Linked DNA regions of Danio rerio: region 2 is linked to region 1. The links are chromatin contacts, called in public HiChIP or PLAC-seq maps. All regions are on one chromosome and are shown on one strand. The core of a region is the stretch at or near the end of the contact, and the rest is flanking DNA. Distances in the headings are between cores, read along the strand shown.

Evidence for each region. HiChIP or PLAC-seq counts read pairs in DNA pulled down with a chosen protein or histone mark.
Region 2: an H3K4me3 HiChIP or PLAC-seq map of embryo shows a contact between it and region 1, with 9 times the contacts expected there. The contact joins the promoter of znf503 here to the enhancer-like site in region 1. A contact is called at or near these places in 7 of 18 Hi-C or Micro-C datasets (caudal fin, embryo, hematopoietic stem cells and 1 more) and 3 of 4 datasets of contacts at active chromatin or transcription factors (caudal fin, embryo and gastrula embryo).

The regions. Positions count from the first base shown.
Region 1 is chr13:18,972,751-18,976,605 of GRCz12tu, reverse strand. lrmda (leucine rich melanocyte differentiation associated) reads left to right here. Exons shown (of 7, transcript NM_001020701.2): 6 at 3,847-3,855. Among named protein-coding and RNA genes, the nearest start is that of kcnma1a, 470 kb to the right of the region's middle. Within about 2 kb of position 1,900, at least 16 of the 62 cell types and tissues checked have an H3K27ac peak or open chromatin away from gene starts, as enhancers often do.
Region 2 is chr13:19,451,825-19,455,679 of GRCz12tu, reverse strand. znf503 (zinc finger protein 503) reads right to left here and starts at 1,923. Exons shown (of 2, transcript NM_198840.3): 1 at 1,425-1,923; 2 at 1-1,032. The coding sequence starts at 1,679.

The DNA.
Region 1 (3,855 bases), core at 651-3,150:
GTATATAAAATTGTAGCCTTGATGGAGTGTTCATCAGAGCTGTATTGAGTGAATGGTTCTTCTTTCACCTTGTGGTCAATGGCATAATATCTTTCACCCAGACACTAATCTTTAATCTCTAAAATGGACAGTTTCATTGTTTCATTGGCAATTCAAGCAACCTACAGCCGTCTTTGTTTGTTTGTTTATTTATTTGTATCCACAGAAGTAGCTATAACATTCACTTACCAATTTATTTAATTATAGTCTGTAATTATTACTACCAGTGTTGTTGTTGTTGTTGTTTAAATATTTATTTTGTTTGTTTATTTCATTTATTTCATTTATTCATTCATACATGCATATTCAAACCCCAAAAACACACACTTTGATAAAAATAAAAATCACCCTCGGTATGCATTATGCCAAGCGTGATTATTTCAGTCACTGTTGTATTAGTTGATTAATTGATTGATTAATAAATTTAGTGTGTAAACATTAGGGCTGTGCGATTTGGGGAAAATATCTAATTGTAAATTTTTTTGACATATGTTGCGATTTGATTTGCGATTTAATTTTATAGTCAAGCTTCAGCTCAATAATCTGTAAGTCGTGGCAACAATTCTGCGACAGCTCTTAAAAATTTTTTTTTTTTTTGTTCTGTGTTTAGCACTTTGAAATCAAAACATTCCCATATTACCAATGCTGTTTTTCTTATATATTAATTTGTCTATTAAACTTCTGAAGCAGCGGACGCCATTATCTCACTTGTCTGCACTTTCCTGTTTGTTTGTTTTCTTTTAATTGTGGGCCTTTGCATAGGTCAGTTGTGCAATTCTAATTGGCCAGAATGAAAGTATTTGTCACTCAATTGGCTAGTAAGATGGTTACATACTGTAATATATATATATATATATATATATATATATATATATATATATATATATATATATATATATATATATATATATATATATATATATATATATATATTAAACTAACAATAATAAATGCTATAACTTTAAATTCTATAATTAATAAATAAAATTAACAATGCTTCAAATTGCGATTGTGATTTGATTTCGAGCAATTTCACCGCCCTAATCAACATACACAACCACCAATGATCAAATTAACTTTTCCTTTAAAGTAAAAATACACAAATGCACAATTTTCTGAGGTTTGGGTTACGACGTTACACACTTGTGTGAACGTTGAGAACTGACATTATGCTTAAAAATGTTAGTGAGTTAGTTTGCTCAGGTCATTGCACCATTTGCCTCCAGGTGACAATTGGTTTGATATTTTATTTACTGCAATAACATTCAGACAAATCTCCCAACAAACTGACTATCATTCATTAAAGATAGGCAGGTCTGTGCACACAAGTTGCCATTTGTTTGATGGATAGTGATGTATATCTTTTAAAATCAACCAAAAACAAAGTGCTCGGTGAAAGGAAAAGCTCTTAACTGCCTGTGCATGCTTAAAGCTCCCGGATTGAATGAATTCAAAGGCTTCAGGATGACCCCTTGGCTTGTGATTATGTTTGTGTAAAATCTTAAGGATGCCGATCAAAGCAAGGCTCTTGTCCTCCTGCCCTTTTTCCCCCCAGATAACAGCTGGCATTCAAACTGAGTTTTCCTTTAACTTTTTTTTTTTTTTTTTCTGCCGGGATTCCCATTATGAGCCAGGCCTCCTTTCTCATCTCGATGATGGCTCATTGAATAAAGAGAAAGAGAGGAGTGGATGGGAGTGGAGGAAGTGGAGGGAGGGCTCTGATTAATCTTCTTCCAGGATGGGGGTGTTTGATCAGTGGACTCGGCCCGGGAGGGGTGGGATGCTTAGCAGAGAAGGGGGCATCTCTGATGTTGACAGCAGGCGACTTTTGCGCACGGCATGTGATTGACGTGCCTGGCCGCTGGGCCGGAGGGGGGGGTACTGTGTGTCCGGTGGGGCATAGCCAGCCCCTGACTGTGGGTGGTGGTGTTAATAATGTGGCAACTGGGAAGATTAATTGTAGACAAGCAGCAGGATTACGAGCGGCTTTGTGGCTGGGACAGGGCTGTTTGGTGGGGAAGGCCTCTGATCTGTCAGGTCCAGAGGAAATTAGTCAGGGCGGACTGAAGCTGACACTAAAAATGCTGCTTTAGGATATTAAAGCCAAATGGCCGGAGGAGATTGAAATGGTAACAAGGAAAGCGCTGACATGCTTGGAAACCCCAATGCTGCCGTACCCCAGTGGATTTGGGTAATTAGTGTGAAGATTAGTCATGTGATGATCACACACACACACACACATACACAAACAAAGCTTTTTAATTTGATTTTATTAAATTTTTCACATACAGAAAAATATTTATAAATAATATTTTTTTTTTACATTTAAGCACTGAATTCTAATGTTAGAAGGATTTGCAAAGTTATTTTTGTTTTCAACAGTCATAATTGAGTCACACTATATTTTGATGGTCCGTTTGTTGAGTTTAAGAAACATTGCATCTACATGCCAACTAATTCTTATAAGAATATAAGTAGACTGTTAGGTTGGGCTTAGGGTTAGGGCTAGTGCAAGTAGACATGTACTTGCAAAGTTTTTTTGTCAGTGAAATGTTTGTTTAGCAGCAGTATCAACAGATATTAGGCAGTAAGTCTACTAATACTCAAATGGACTATCAAAATAAAGTTTTACCCATAATCGTAAGGGCGCTATGATCTTAATTTGAAAATACTAATCATCATATTAGAATTATTTCTGATTGATGACTGAAGTAATGGCTGCTGCAAATTCAGCTTGCCATCACAGAAATAAATTGTTATGAAACACATTCAATTATAAAAGAGCACTGTCAAATTAGAAAATATTAAAATCTAAATTCTTTTAATCTTACATGCACAAGGCATTCTCACTCACTAAAGCAGTGATTTCAGTAAAAAAGAGGCAACCTCTACTCTCAGAATGATTAAATGCTCAGAGAATTTCTGCCTGCAGAAAGGCAGAATATTTTCACAAAGGCATCAGATATCAACACATCATGATATATACTTTGTTTTTGGTCCTTGAAAGAAGACAAAGGAGGTAGAAAACAACACTTGTGACCTACCCGAAGCACACAGGCGATCTGTATTCTCTCCAACTCGTCTCCCTGTTCTGTCTGTCTATGCGGTGGCCTTTATGTGAATATATTTGTATTTTTAAGGTCGGCCAGTGAGAGATGAGTTTACTTAAACTCAGGTCTGGCCTTTGGAGAGCAGTAATTTCATGCCACCTGTTGGATTGTCAACACACAGCCACTTGTGTGTGTGTGTGTGTGAGTGGCAGGTTGACCTAGGTCTGACCCGTGGGGCTCTTCATGGCTGAGTAGTGACTGGGGCCCTTTCCCTGGTGGCCCCCACTCTTCAATAGGCAGGGGACAGGTAATCAAAGCCAGCGCCCATCCTCACCTTTCACTCCCCTCCTTGCAAAATAATGAAAGTTGCCCTCGTCCTGAGCCCTGATAAAATACGAACGCCGCTCCTAACATTTCCTCTCCTCTGCACTGATAAAATTTATGGCATTTAGACAATCAGTCATGGCAGTGAAATCTCACCCGCATTCTTCACTTGTCTCTCGCCCCGCCGTGCGTTTTCCATTCTCTCTCCCTTTTGTGTCATCAATCTGAAGAAATATTCCAGATTGCTTGTGACAAATGACTTCTTTTCATTTAACTCAATTAGGATCATCGCATACGGAAATCAATAACCAACATTTCTCCTGTCTCTGCTGAGTAATACATTGCCGTAGATGTTATAAATGTTTGCAGGTGTGTAAACTGCACACTGAGAAATATTATATATATATACATTTTTTTTTTTGTTCTGTTTCAGGACACTGCC
Region 2 (3,855 bases), core at 674-3,173, 480 kb before region 1:
AAGAGGGTCGTTGGGCAGCATGAAACCATAGGGATACAAAGGGTGTCCACCAAAAGATGGCGGCGAGGAGTGAACCCCGTGCAAAGGGTGTGTCGGGTACATGAGTGGATATCCGGACTTCAAAGCGGACGCGGCCGCCGCAGCCGCCGAGTCGTGTGTGCAGGAAGCTCCGGCTGCGCCCGCTAAGTGGCTGGCACAGTGGTAACTCAAGCAGTAAGGGTCTCTACAAAGGCTAGCAGACATTATGGACGGGGGAGATGCCCCGGCTAGAGGGCTTGAGCCAGCTTTACTGCAGCCCAGTGAGCTGGCGAGCTGTGCGTTGACCAGGCTTCCACCGTGGGGCAAGAAGTGTTGGGGATAGCCGGCGTAGGCCCCTGCTAAACTTCCAGGGTACGTCATGCCTGCCGGGGGTAGGGGAAAAACAGTCTGGCCAGGTTTGTATGGAGAAACGGGAGCTACAAGTCCTGACCCCAGGACGGAGGCCGAGGAAGAAGAGGTGACACACGACACCGAGTCCGACGTCGCCGATGCTTTGGATCCTGAGGTGGTCTCCTGGTGCTGGTTGACCTCCACGTTAATTCCCGCACAGCTCACGCTTATCCTGCTGTGGCTGACACTGGTCGGTGCAGATCCGTCTGAGGAGCAGTTTTTATTACAATCAGAATCTTTCTTTTCATCTCTCTCTCCTTTGCCATCTGACGGCATCGGGGAAGCAGAAGTGCTGGAATTCGGGCTGCCAGTCCTGGGAGTGAACGGCTGGCAGGTGGCGCTAGGCACACGGAAACCAGACTTCTCTCCGCTCGACACCCCAGAAGACGAGTCCTTCTTATCCGCTGGCTTCGAGTACGGCTTGAAGCTGGATTTGTCTTCCACGCCGATGTCGCTCAGTTTTAAAGGACCAGATTTTGACTCTTTTTCGCTAGATCCATTTGACGTTACTGAGGACAGTTTGGAGGAGGGTGGAGGGTCCGGTTTACCGATCTGGGAGCATGTTTGCGCAAGAAGAGCCAGAGGACTTTTCTTGGCATCGAGCTGCGAGAATAGATAAAACAATAAAAGGATTTAGAGACATTCAAACGTGTGCACGCGAAATCCTTACAACGCAGTTTACAAAATACACAACATAAACTTCACTAAAAAGACTCGCCGCTTTATTTGAACGTTTTATGTTTGATAATGCGCATCGCGCAAAACGCGCTGAAATGGTAAACACCCTAATCCAAAAGCGCATTCGCAATGTTAGCTTAATTAAAGAGAAAATGGAATACGTTAATGTTAACTAAAGAATTGTATTAATTTCATGCTTTCTACCCACCTACATCTATTCCAAGATTCCCGTAATGTCCCGTCATATCTCCGAAAAAAAAGAAGAATGCGAACTTGTAATAGGCTAAAATACATTAACAGCTTAAAAACATTCTTACCTCAATTGGACTGACCGGGGTGGATGGCAATGGCTGAAGATATTCAGGATGTAAAATGTGTCCTGTGCGTGCAGTAAGCATTTTCAAAATCTTTATGGGTAGTCGATTAGCTTGCCGTAAAGGGTCCGAAGGAGGGACGGAATGGAGAAAAGGCTTGCTGGCGACCGCGGAGCTGTTATTCCGAGAGCTGCTGCTGCTGCTTTCCCAGACTAGATCAGTATCACTATTTCTTGAAGCAGAGGGCGATGTGATCATGACCCAATTCTCATGTATTTTGTTGGTATTTCATTTATCAGATTCATAAATAAAAACTATGCCGTAATCTTCTTTCAAATAGCAGAAATAAAGATAAAGAGTATAATCCGTCTGAAGCAGAGCGCGAGGCTATCGCAGATCCCGAGCCGCGTGTGACACCACAGGCATAGCGCGCGCTCTGTCTCTTCCCGTAGGTCCGCGCGCTTGTCCTCCCAAACCAAGCACTGGTAGAAATTTTCACTTCAAAAGCAGCTGAATTAGTCCGAGATTAAAGCCCTTGCCGCCTTCCAATCAAATGGGACCCCGAGGTGATTGGAGGGTCAAGGGGATGTGACGTTCCTCCTTCTGCAAGCGCCTCTATTTTGACAACTTGGGGGAGGAGATTTTGCGCAATATGTAGGTTGTCGTACACGCCGCCACATTTGTCCGAAATGTAATGTAAACTGCTCGGTTTTCATTTTTTTAACACATTACCTTGTATCTGTTATATTTTTATAATTAATAGAGAAGAATAGCTTTAGTGTATATGCCTGTCTTGATGTTTTTTTTCTTTTGTTGTTGTTGTTTAAGTTTGTGATTACTAATAAGTATATTTTCTGATGACCATTACCATCACCAGCAAAAAACAACAACAAAGAAACACAACAGTTAAGGAGATTTTAATTTGTCTATTTTTACATACATGCCTTTATTACTACAATTTAAATGTGTCTAACCTTTTAATTTAATGCCGATTTATTATATGAAAAGGTACTTTCCAATGTTTCATGCGTAGTCCTTTTTTTAACTCTCACTGGAGTAGGGCTGAAACTTCAAACCATAAACACAAGATCAACCTTTAGTGTTTGAATTCCCCAATCAGACAAGCGTTGACAAGAGCAGACCAATGCAGTGATAGAGGGATGTGAATGTCACATGTTTTCAATATAATATACACCGCCCTTCTATTTCTATCCCCACCCCTCCGTCAACTGTCAATTCTGCTCGACCGCAATCAATCAGTTATTTGTCAGTCGCTGTCAATCCTTTTCTTACTTCACGTCAGCTTTTGAAGCTGATTATGTGCCGCGAGTGACAGAGAAAAGGGCAAAAGAAGCATCCAGAAGAAGAGTCACTTAATTTGAAGGAAAGGTTTGGAAAGGTTTCTGTTTTAAACCTGCGGTAAGACAAGATGCCATTGCCCGTGTTTAGGCTATTTTAAATCGAGGCAGACAGAAAAGCAACACTGCTCATTTATATAGACAGAAAAGCAACACTGGTCATTTATATTACAGTTTATTTAGGAATAGCCACAGTTGAGTAAACAAGTTATTTTTATAATAGTAGGCTTTTTTGTGAATTTTCAATAGCCTAACTTTTTGAGGACAATTTCATGATATAGCAATTTGTATATAGGCTAAGCAAAAGGTAGACTATTAAATAAAAATAAAGACATTAAATGAATTTAAACATTTTGCTGTAAGTGTAAATGATTAAATTTACCATTGACTTTCATACTGTAAATTACCCTACATAAAGTTCATTGTTGTTATCAAAGTTTATAAAACTTATTTCCTCCTGAATTTAAAACAAGTAAATATAGGCTATTTGTTGATTTTTCCGTCTGCATGAGCAGAAATTCTTTTTTTTTTTTAATACGCAGAGGTTTCAGACAGGTGTAGATAATAGCTACTTCCAGTAATATTTTCCTCGTCTCACATGCAGTTTCAGGTTTTTCCGGACTCTATACATGTTTTGGAGTTGTGAACTTCACTGGTATCACATTGCCTCGAGCGGAAAAACAACAAAACTTCTACTCACTTGTAATGTCAAACAGAGTCGAGAATACAATACTAATTATTAAAGAAATAGTCCAGACAGTTTCCCCATTCATGTCAAGTACATTTTATTTACACACAATAAAATTATTAATTTTATTTGACGATACCAAAAGACATAAAAGAAAGAGAAATGGTCTGTCAGACCTTTGAGAAAAGAAGTTTAAAATGCCTTGAACTATTCACCGCTGAGACGGCTAATCAGTATTGAGGCTCCGGGGCAATCGGGCAGCTTTTCAATGCGCTTTGCCTTTCATCTCTCACTGGATGGAGGCGCTCAATTAAAAGCCTATCAGTTTGTAAGTAAATCAACGCCTATCAAAGTTGTCACATCAAACAAAACGATTATTATTGCAACC